Linked DNA regions of Anas platyrhynchos: region 1 is linked to region 2. A link is a contact called in public Hi-C data. All regions are on one chromosome and are shown on one strand. Each heading gives the region's core, a stretch centred on a gene start, on an enhancer-like site or on the middle of the called end of the contact. The rest is flanking DNA. Distances are from core to core; before and after follow the strand shown. Region 1 overlaps MAST2 (microtubule associated serine/threonine kinase 2). Region 2 overlaps MAST2 (microtubule associated serine/threonine kinase 2).

Region 1 (5,685 bases), core at 2,605-5,104, 53 kb after region 2:
TGCAGTTACATATTCAAGGACAAATTACAAGATTGAGAGAAAGTGACAATTTTGAATGATGGGCTCCTGTTTTCTTCACGCTTTTATAACATATCTGTTTAAAAGATATGGGTTGTCTCGTAGGTCAATGAACAAATAGATTTCCAGACTTTAGTTCCATTTACATGGTGCATATAAATGTATGCAAAAAGCCAGCACTCGTTCTGTTCTGTGAAACAATTTTGTTTTAAAACAGTTTCTGTATACAAGAGGTCACTATAGAATACATTTTCGGATGTATACACTAAACTATATATTATGTAACCAAAAAACCCCTCTTAAAATGGCGAATATATTTTCTGTTTTAGCTTCAGGCTTGCTGCCTGAAAAATAACAGTGCCAATGAGGATCTAATTCATTTATTGTGAAACCTGAACTGCAGTGTGTTACAGCCTCTAACAGATTTTATATCTACATTATTTGAGATGGTAAGATAGGAGGAAACAAATATAAGGAACTCTTTTGAAGGAGGGTATCAGACCCAGCTTTTGATAATTCTGTGATGCCTTATTTCTTTCCCAAGATTCATTTTTAACTAGGTGTTGGAAAATCTTCTGCTTCTTTTGTCATGTAGAGATCAGGTTTCATGTTTAATAACTGTGCCTTGAAATACGGAACTGATGCAAAGATTAACTTGGAACAGCCTGTTGTTGTCGTTTGGGCACTGCAAGATTTAATATGCTTCTTATTTTTTAGTGACGTAGGATCTGTGAAAGTGGTTATTTGTTCCCACTTCCAAAACTTCCTTGTGAATAAAGTGGAACAATGTTTTAAAATATTCCTACGCTATATATCACTGCGTGTAAGTCAAATGTAAGAAGTGAGGCTCTACTTAGAGGGTTGTTTTGTTAACCTACAGGGCAGGTGGCAAGGAGGCAGGCTGGAGTAATATTGGTGATGTGTACAGGGGCAGGCAGATGAAGTGCTGAGGGAAGCTGGTGTGCTGGTGGAAAAGGCCAGCCGAAATCCCCAATGTTCATGTGTCATTCTCACTGGAAGGGTGCTCCAGTATGGAAATGCCTTTAGGATTAAATAGCATGTTTACTTAAGGGGTTACATCTGCACCTTGTAAATAGTTTTTTGGACCAAGCGATCACAGCTCAGCTCTCTTTTATTGGTTATCTTACGTCTTTAAATAGGATTTATTTTTAAAGGATGTAGGGACATGTAATGCCAGACTCCTCTGTGGAGTGGGTGGAAGCCAGTCAAATCACACCTCCTCCCTAATCATTTAGTATCTAAAACAGTTAGTCTGTATTATAAAACTGCTTCTGAGCAGAATTTTGCTTTTATAGGGTAGTTGTGAAATGCGGTTGGACTTTTATATTTTGCGTAATTATTTAATCAGCGTTTTTGTAGAGCTACTTCACATATTTGCAATTACCCCATCATTTTTAGATTTCAACTCAATTGGTCCCATTGCATGCATTAAACTGTTAAGCCATCTCAAGATCCAGCTGAGTCTCCCCCATGTGAACAAGTCCTCATCCGTGGTATGCATTTTCATTGTCCACTCCTTCCTTGGAGATCTGTGATGCCCTCCTGAGAGGCAGCAGCCCCTAGGAAGCATCCTGAACCAGGGCATCAGTTCTGACTGCAGTCTGCTTCCTCCTTGTTGCCACCTCCAGGCATTGTCTGTCATCTTTGCTGAGAGGTGACTTTTGTAGACACCAACTCACTGGTGATTCAGGAGGAGCAAAGCTGTTAATTCTGGTGCTCACTATCATGCAATTTCCAGCTCTGATGCTTTGGCCTCAGTTCCACCATTTCACAATTTAATTCAGAGGATTATAAGCGGTGTTGCTACCAGATCTGCTTTGGAGAAGCAAAAGGAGGTGAAGAGCTGGGAGGGTGCAGGCTTGGTGGTTCTCCAGAGGGAAGGGAAAGTGCTGGGGCAGTGGGCACAGCTTGGTGCATGACTGGCAGGGCTTTTGAAGGGGATTTTAAGACTAATGTGAGATGAGGCATAGTGGAACAACAGGTATAAAAATTGATTGCTTTGATTGTGCTGTTTGTTGTCTAGAGCACAGAGGTATTAAATTTGAACTACTGCCTATTGATCCCACAGCTGCACTGTATTTGTCAAGGTGGGGGTATGGAGTGAAAACGATTGCTACATGGATAGAATAATAGTTCACCCGCATTGAGATGTCATCTGGTGGTACTTTTTCTTCTTTATTTGGAAACTCAGTTGATCACAGATTTCAAAAAGATGATTTCATGACCATAGCCCAAATCCTTCTTTTAACCTTGTATATATTTATTCCAGAAACAGCTATAATAGAGGGAGTATTAAAGCTTTTATCATGCGAGTAAAACAAATGTGCAGTAGAGGAAAGAAAAGGCTCGTCCACTCCTATTACTGGATGAGGATTCCTGTGGTATTTTGTCTATATGTCAGAGTCCCAATTACTGGAGCCTCGCTGCTACAAAGGAGTGTTATCTCTTTCAGCCCTCATGACCAGAGCACAGCTTGTAAACATGAACCTAAAGGCTCAAAAATTAGAAGGCAGATACAGAGACTTAAAGGTCGCCGTTTTCCTTTTTCAGCCAGTACCGTGAAATTTCAGAGCTGAGTGCGTCCAGTTGGAGAATTTCTGGGGCAGGTTGTTTGGGAAGAAATGGAAGCACAGCATTTGGCTCTAAGAGGCACGCCCTGCTAGGCACCTTTGTTCTGCTAGGTCTTCTTTAAAGGGGATAAATGAAAAACATCTGCCCACATGGTGCAGGAGAGATAATACATATATATGCATGTCTATTGTACGTAAACATAGCATAGTGTAAGGCACATAATAATGATATGGATTTCTCCATTTGCAGTGGCAGGGAGCAGTCATCGCCATGTAGACTTCACAGTTGGAAACTTTAATTCTTTCGAACAAATGAGAGTGGAAGCAGTACCTTTCAGAATATAAAACATACAACCTGTTATCGATGCTAATGATTTATTATCTTACATACTTGAAATGTTTTGATTAGATCTTGACAAGTTTGTCTGATGACAGGAATTTATTTCTTGATGCTGTAAGCTGTCAGGCTTGTGATAATTCACACATGAAATTTGCTCGGTGCTGTTAAGCTGCAACGAAATCTCCAACTTTAGAGAACTCATACTGGAAAATAAGAGGAGCAGGTTTTTGGACTTTTTTTTTTTTTTTTTTTTTTTTTTTTAGTTCTAGTAGCTGCGAATTTTTGGTACCTTTGAAAAACTTGAACTGGTGTCCCGTATATGACTTAGCAAAGCAGTACTGATGGTTTGTCAGTAGCCTTATTAATCATTTAAATCTACATCAACGCCGTATCTAAACATGGAGAAGTGGTTACCAGATTTTATGGATTTTTTTTTTCCATTCACTGTCTTCAATATTCAGTCGAAAAAAATTAGTTGTTTTTTTTTTCCTTTGGGGGAAGAAAAATACATCACTTAGGTCAGCACTCTGGAAGCCAGGAACTGAACTTGGCCACATACTTGTCATTTTGGTGCGAAAAGCTGAAATTCAGCAGCCCCAGAACCTGCCAGGGGCCGCTTCTAAGGCCTCATTCAGGTGTCCTGCCCCCTGCCCACCGCTGGCACGGCACAGGCACAGCCTGCACTGGCTTTCCGAGGGGACTGACAAGGAAAGGGACTGATTTTCTCCACGCCCCGGGTTTGGCTGAGGGAGGGCTCCGGGACCCCGCCGCGCTCCCGCTGCCCCCTGCCGCCCGCGGCCGCCTGCTGCCACCTGGTGGCGCCGGGCCGCGGGCTGCTGCGGGCTGCTGGCTGCCAGGGCTTGCTGCTGCCTTACACAGAATCACAGCACAAAGTGAAACCCTTGCCTTGAAATCCCAAGGCTTCCCTGATCCTGCTGCTTGGGTGCAAACCGCTGTTTTCTCAAGGCCTTGTCCATTCGCTGATATGTAGGTGGGTAATACATATTGGCATGTAAAATTAACTCTCCGTTTTCTTTCTGTTTTCCAGAAGGAGCTCAGTCTACCTAGAAGAGGAAGCTTGTAAGTAGAGCTATTCTTTATTTGATGCTTCTTTGTTTTGAACACATATAGCTGTTCCCTTGTGGAAGTCATATAAACAGGCAGCTAACTCTCTTTCCTCTGACAGAATCAGTCATACACATGGCAACAGCTTGCATTTCTCAGAGATTAAACCCCTGTTCATTTCCTTAAGTATAGTAGGAAAGATAGGAGTAGTGTAAGCTTACTTGTAATTACCAGTTTCAGTTGACCCCCATATGGAAGTAGCTGTGGTGTTGAGTGTTGCTTGCACTGACATCCCTCAAGTGACTCCACGGCAGTCACTTATTATTTATGTGATGAGGACAACTTCGATCGCTGCTCTTCAAATGGTCCAAGTGGACAGAAATCCCCATACGTATTCCTGGGTCAGGTGTTTGTGTAATAAACAGTCAGTATAATAGAGATATTTTAATAAAGTAGCAAATGTTGGAAAAAGTAGGCTTTTAAACTTAAGTTTAAACAAATATATATATATATATTTCTGTTCTAGTACATGGTGCTTAAAAATTTTAGCAAATGTTTCAGTGGTAGTAGGAGAACTTTACCATACTTACAGATTTGTGGTGGAACAAATTGCATTATTGATTGCATTGTATAAAAGAGAAAGCATTTGAACTGGCTGCTGTTGCATTATGATTTAAAATTGCTTCCCAAAGCTTGTATACTAGACAAAGCTCACAAAAGCATATAACCTTTCTTCCTCAGGTTTCTGGTTTTAATGAGAAAAAACTTTCAATCTTTTAATGTGAGCTCTCTCCTTTGTATAAGAGGCAGCATTTGGAAAATGCTGTGTAGTGCCAGTAATTCAGTGCTGAACAATACAACGGATCAAAAGGGCTTTTTTTTTTTCTTTTAAATGGGGTATGACCAAACCTTTTTACTTAGTTCACATGACAGTGGTGAAACACTCAGTGAGTTAGGTAAAGAAGAACATGAAACTCTGATAGCTTTTATTTATTTATTTATTTATTTATATATATGTATATATATATATATATATATATATATATATATATATATATATATATATATATATATATATATATATATATATCAGCATGCCTTAAAGGCTGGTTTAGCTATATTTGCTAGATTTGTAAGAATGGTGATGTTCAGGAGTTTAAGATTGTGAAGGTGCTTTGAAAAATTGCTGGAGTAGTGAGTTACCAACAGGGTTTTTGTTTGTTTATTTAATATAACTTAGATATTTTTATAACAAAAGTTTTGGAATTGAAATTGACGATGCCAGAGATTTTCCCTTCCCTCATTCAAGTGTGGAGGTGGGTATGACACTAAACTACACATACACTTACCTTTGAAATATTTGAGATGTAAATGAAATCCTTCAGATGTGTAACATTTTATTTAGTAGTAACTAAACTGAATGACTGAATGTTTTCTTTCTACACTGATTTAACACCTTTAGTTTCTATTACTTTACTTTAGTTTTCTTCCACAAGTTAATGCCTTTTAAGCCATCATTATGTGAAGAAATTCAGCAACCTGTGTCGGGAAGATCCAGGCTATAAATTTTAAACAAGGTTGCAGCTACTAGTGAGACTAAAAGTCTAGGGAGAATTGAAATGTATTCGGTTAGTTGAACTTGTTATCTAGTTGATTATTTGTATTTTCTGG
Region 2 (5,513 bases), core at 189-2,688:
TACTGGAGTACCACACCATTGCCAAATACGTATTTACGTTTGTGGAGAAAGAGGAGTGTGTGTGTGCGTGTTCCCTTGGCATATAGCACATTTCAAGCACCATCTCCAGCTTTTTGTGAAAGAACATCCGATAGTGTGCTACCCATAAATGAGAATCACAGAGTATCCCAAGTTGGAAGGGACCTGCAAGGATGATCCAGCCCAACTCCTGGGCTACATCTCTCATGCGTTGCTCACTATCTAGTGCCTGGAAAAATTAGAGATGTTCCAAGAATAAGAAACCATGCATGTTCCTGTTGCCAACTGTGGTGATGGGAAAACACTTCAAGGAAGTCTGTCATTGGAAAATTTGATACTTTTGTGAAAGCAATTTTGAACCTTTTTTTTCCCTTTCCTTCTTACAAACTTAAGTTTTCTAAACTGCTCCCTGTACTCCTTGAACTGAAAACTGAGCATCATTTTTGAAAATTAGGTTGAGGATTCTGTTTTAGTGGCAGGTCTCTTGTTGGTATAAACTTTCTTCCTTGTGTTCTGTACCACACAATATATGGTCTGGGTCATTTTTTCATCTTCAGAGATGAAGTCTGGTGACTACACTGTTGGTGCTTTGTTAATCCTGATGATAGACTTCTAAGGTTTCCTTCCAGAGTCAGTCTCCTGTTCAGAAATTTCAAATGACTTACGGTTTTACATTCACTTTGCAAGGTAATGGTTAAAATGAGACAATCATGTTGTAGAATATGTCAGAAAGTTTGCCTTTCCCTGGTCTTGTTCTACAAGAAGTAGATAAAACAAACAAACAAAAACCCACACAACAAAACCTCTCAGATTTTGAATAACAGTCTGGAGGACAGAAAGTCTCAGATGCAAGGACTTGAAATTACTAACACGCTGAAAAACTTCCCATGTTGAATTATACTGAGCCGGTGACAGCCCCCATTCAGCCTCATCTATCCTGACCGTTCAGTTACCTAAAGCTTTGAGGATTAGGTTATTCTGAGCAGAATGGGGCAAATGGTCATCCTTGGGGCAGGGAGGGAGACTGTGCTGGAAACCTGGTAATTGAGACAGACTTGACACTGTGGCATATTAGTTTTGACGTTCAAGTTGAGGTGTGCTTTTTAGGAGAGAATATTCACTGTTGATTTTCCGAGTTTTCATTCCTTTGCTTTTGATTTAGTATAGCTGTATTAGGAATAGAATCAGTTGTACCCAGTATATAAACCTCCTGTGGCAGTGTATTGCCCCTGTGCAGTTTGCTCTTTCTGCTCTTTATTACAAAAGGTTGTGCCTCACCTCTGCATCATTCTTGGCTACCAGGGAGAGTGGCTAGTCGGCTACAGGTTTGGGTTTTTAAAGCCACCATGTAGATAATTCCCTTTATATTCGTTTTAAGGCTAAAACCAATTGCTGATGTTTGGAAAGCCTGGTGAGGAATTTGCGGTGATGTTCTGCCATCTGCTGGTGGGCATGTAGCAATTGAGAGAAATAGTTTAACCCTGAGACCTAAGTAACTTCTAATAAAAGGTTTTCAGAGATCCTGGTAATTTTTTGTGATTTTGCAGCACAAGAATACTATTTGTGTGATTGTGTTCTACAGTAACCACTTGCTAATAATCTGGCTTCTTTTTTAGCTGGAGTGTGAATTAGCTTCATATTTTAATGCACCATGGCTTGCAACAGTGGTTTTCTGGTAACAGAAAGCTGGTGATTAGGATAGTTAATAAAATAAGATTAGTGTTTTTTTTTTTTTTTTTTTTTTTTTTTTTTTTTTTTTTTTTTTTTTGAGGCAAATAGGTCAATCGTTGTTTTTTGCATTTTTTGGGGGTCAAAAGATGTGTTGCCTAACTGTGTTTTGGTCGATGACCTGCTAGGTGGTGCTGAAGTACTGGAGGTTTCATCTCAGCATAGTGAATTGCATTTTCAACACAAAATGACACCATTGCTACAGGGCCAACCTAAAGAAGAGCGAGATCTTTTCCTGTGCACCGAAGCTAGAAGGGGACATTAACAGCGTGTTGTTTGCAAATTCACTACAGAAATTAACAATTGAAAAATCCAGCTGAAATGCAGTGCAGTTAGAAGTTCAATTTTTTTATATTCTGCTTCCAAAACCCTATTAGTTATAAAAGGAAATTCTGTATCTGGGTCTCCTCCTTGTTTTGCCGTGCTTTAACAGACTCTCTGTGTATTATTCACTAATTTCACAGTGATGAGGCCTTGGAAGGAACAGAGTTTGTGGTGACTTGCAGGTATCTGATTAGCAAATCAAGCATTAGCTTGCAAAGCTGGTCTTCCACTGCACTCTCTGGCTTTCTGTTTAATATGAATACTCACAGTGATGTGAGTGCACAGAGCTTAGGCTTCTACCTCCTTGCAAAAGAATTAGATGTAATCTCTGTCTTTTTACTGAAAAATATAGCAGTAGTTGGGGGACAAGCCATTAATGCCAGTTGTGTGTAGAGCTACCTCCTGCTGATTGATTGCATACTTATCTCAGGAGCAGACATTTGAGTCTGATGAGAAAACTTCATTTACATTTGTGTGTTCTGAAACACGAAGCTGCTCTTTTTCCAAAATGTTTTGTTATAGGTAACCTTACTTTTTGATTGTGTTTTAGGAGGTAAGGTGTTGACTGTTTAAATGTTGCTGAAGACATTTGAAAATATTTTTAACTGAAAAATAATCAAAAATAATTAAAGTTACAGCTCATGAAGACCATATACTTGTTCTAGGGTGTAAAGAACTTTTAATACTTGACTGTACAAATCTCATATTGTTAGAAAAGTAGAAGATAGCAGAGGACTATGGTTATGTGAATGAAATCTATTACTGTATGAAGTCATGGAAATTGTGTTTTAAAATAGCAGTAATAGCCTGAAATGGTAAGTAAATGGATTCCAGATTAAGATTAAGATTATGTGAAGCCTAAATTTATGCATACTAATTAACAATTTACATTTGTTTATGCTGTGAAGTCTATGAGCAAATCTTTGAGAGTTTTGGTAAGTTATGGATTTTGGAAGATGTGGCTCTGAGGAGATGAGATAGAAGGTAAGTGTTGCTTGAAGAGCTAAAGCACTGTCCAGACTTGTGTTTTCTTGAAGGGACTGGATTTGAGGGAGAGATGGGGAGCAAGTTCTGGGTGGAGGATTGAACATACCGGCATGGGCTGAGTGATAAGACTTGAAAGTGAGGACAAGGATCTGATAGTGTGGAGAAGGGGAGAATCAGGCCTTTTGCAGAGGAGTAAATGCCGTTATAAGCAAATTGCAGAAGAGCTTCTTTGAACATATTTGAGTATTCTGAGCAAAATTCCGAGCACTAGGCAATGCCTAGGGTGCTTGCAGAGATTTACCTTTGTCACAGCTTTAAGGCATCTCTGGTGGGAAAAGTAAAATGCATATGCTATAATCCTGCATATTTTCATGATAAATTCAGGAACATATGCTTCACAGCGGCATTCAAAACTGATAGTCCTGTTAGGATTTTCACTATGAAATTTCATTCTAAATAATGAATGTGTATCTGAATAAAGAATAGCAAATAATTGTGACAAATTCTGTACCAAAGTTATACTTAATATATAGTGCATAGTACTTGAACACAGTCAGCAACTTGCTATGAAGTCTTTTCAGGTCAGCATTTTTTTTAACTCCAGTTAAGTGAATTTCATTTTGGAGTGGACTCATTGGCTCAAAGGAGGTTTTCATACTGGAAAGAAAATTTGAACACCCTTCTTTGTAACCTGAGGCTTGTCATCATAGGAAATATGAATTCATAAAACTTGCCTTGTGATAATTGTTAGGCACTAGACTGTCAGTTTGAATGATTGCAGTTCTCATTATCTTCAGATGCTGTGTGTTACTTTTTGTCTATGAATATGTTGAATTGATTTTTGGCACACGCAGTCAGTTCTGCTCCTGACAGCAGTGCTATTGTAGGTGTAAAGTGAGAAACTGCTGTAGTGTGCATGGAAAATTAGCTTTTTTTTTTTCTTTTTTTTTTCTTTTTTTTTTTTCTTGGGGAGGTGTGAGGAACTTAAGACAATACAAAGAGTTATTCAGGCAGCCTTGAATATACATTGTCACTGGAACGATACTTTGTTCCATAAGAGTGTTCTGTGATTCCTTTTGGCCTTTATATAATAATATACTGATGCAGACAGTAAAAGCAAACAAACTTTAAAAATCTAAAATATTCAGAAGTTTCCTTTTATATATATATATATATATATATATATATATATATATATTATTTTTTTGGTAGGTGATACCATAGGCTGCATGAGATGTCCACATTTAGTATTTTAATATAGCTGCCTTCTGCATCTGGTAACTATTTCCTAGGATGCGGTAGGTAATAAGAAGGTCAGTTTTCACGCATGTGATATTTTGGTTGCCTGAGTTTCAAGCTACTTTGTTCCAGTAATACAGACTGCTTTGAGGTTTAAGTTACCTATAAAAAACCCCTCCTAAGTCCGTGACTAACAAAAGCTTTGGAAATGCTCTAGAAATTAGTAGCGTATCCCCTGTGTTTGGCAGCTATTTTGTTGTTTGGTGTGTTTTACTCTACTGTGTTATTTTGGTTTATCAAAGCCATGCAGTGCATCTTCCCAGTGAAACAGTTACAGCTCTAGAGACTCGGTGATTGCTTATTTTACTGCTTTGAGGAAAATGGGAATACAGTTGTTTATATGCTTCGCCTCTGAACAGCTGTAGCTCAGAATCTTGCTGAAGAGTTAATCTACAGTCCTTATTGCCTTGAGATTACTAGAGGGGGAGAGGTGTTATCACTTGGCAGAGATAAGTTCAGCCTTGTAACTGAAACAGTACTAAAGCCTAAGGCTTACGCAACAATCCTCATATCTGAACTTTGATAAACTGAGATACAGAGAGGTTAAATCACTTGGTCATCAGTAGAACTGGGAGGAAAGCATACCTCACAGATTTTCTGTGAAGCTCAGTTTATTAATGTTTGGAAAACTCAGATGGACAGGGCTATGAAATAACTTATTCCTGCAGTCACTTTATAGATAGTGTACCTGTATCACTCAACTATTACTAATTCTGTTCAAGGCATTGTTCAGATTCTGAAGTCTGTGAGAACACGAATATATAAAATCAGAATAACCATTACACTTGCAGTCTTGATTTTGAGTCAGTATCTATAGTTCTTTCCTTTACAAACCAGGACTAGGAGTAACTACCAGGTTGTTTTTTCAAAGCATCATTTATTATTGGGAATATATGAGGAAGATTATTGCAACATTTTGCATTGTTTCAAATTTTGTTCACTGAAAAGCAGCTGTGGCTGGCTAAGTATGTAAAAGCAAAATGTGTTGTGTGTTTGAAATAAACCAATCTACCTAAGGTGTCTTTTCAAGTAAGTAGTGAGGAACAACTGACTGAGGTGCTTCTTGCTTTTGTTGTTTATTGCAGTGACCAAGTTTCCATTTGGGAAAAAAATAAAAATGGATTCTGTGTACATCATGAACATAAAATGCTGTCATG

Evidence for each region. A called contact is a pair of places that touch in the nucleus more often than the background predicts.
Region 1: a contact with region 2 is called in a Hi-C map of F1 follicle, with 2.6 times the contacts expected there. The contact joins two enhancer-like sites. A contact is called at or near these places in 4 of 8 Hi-C or Micro-C datasets (F1 follicle, F5 follicle, liver and 1 more).

The regions. Positions count from the first base shown.
Region 1 is chr8:30,062,572-30,068,256 of IASCAAS_PekinDuck_T2T, forward strand. It overlaps MAST2 (microtubule associated serine/threonine kinase 2), which reads left to right. Exons shown (of 30, transcript XM_038183262.2): 4 at 3,998-4,029. Among named protein-coding and RNA genes, the nearest start is that of MAST2, 80 kb to the left of the region's middle. Within about 2 kb of position 3,855, at least 2 of the 8 cell types and tissues checked have an H3K27ac peak or open chromatin away from gene starts, as enhancers often do. A contact at or near this core is called in F1 follicle, where this site is marked.
Region 2 is chr8:30,012,258-30,017,770 of IASCAAS_PekinDuck_T2T, forward strand. The region is part of intron 3 of MAST2 (microtubule associated serine/threonine kinase 2); the gene reads left to right. Among named protein-coding and RNA genes, the nearest start is that of MAST2, 30 kb to the left of the region's middle. Within about 2 kb of position 1,439, at least 2 of the 8 cell types and tissues checked have an H3K27ac peak or open chromatin away from gene starts, as enhancers often do. A contact at or near this core is called in F1 follicle, where this site is marked.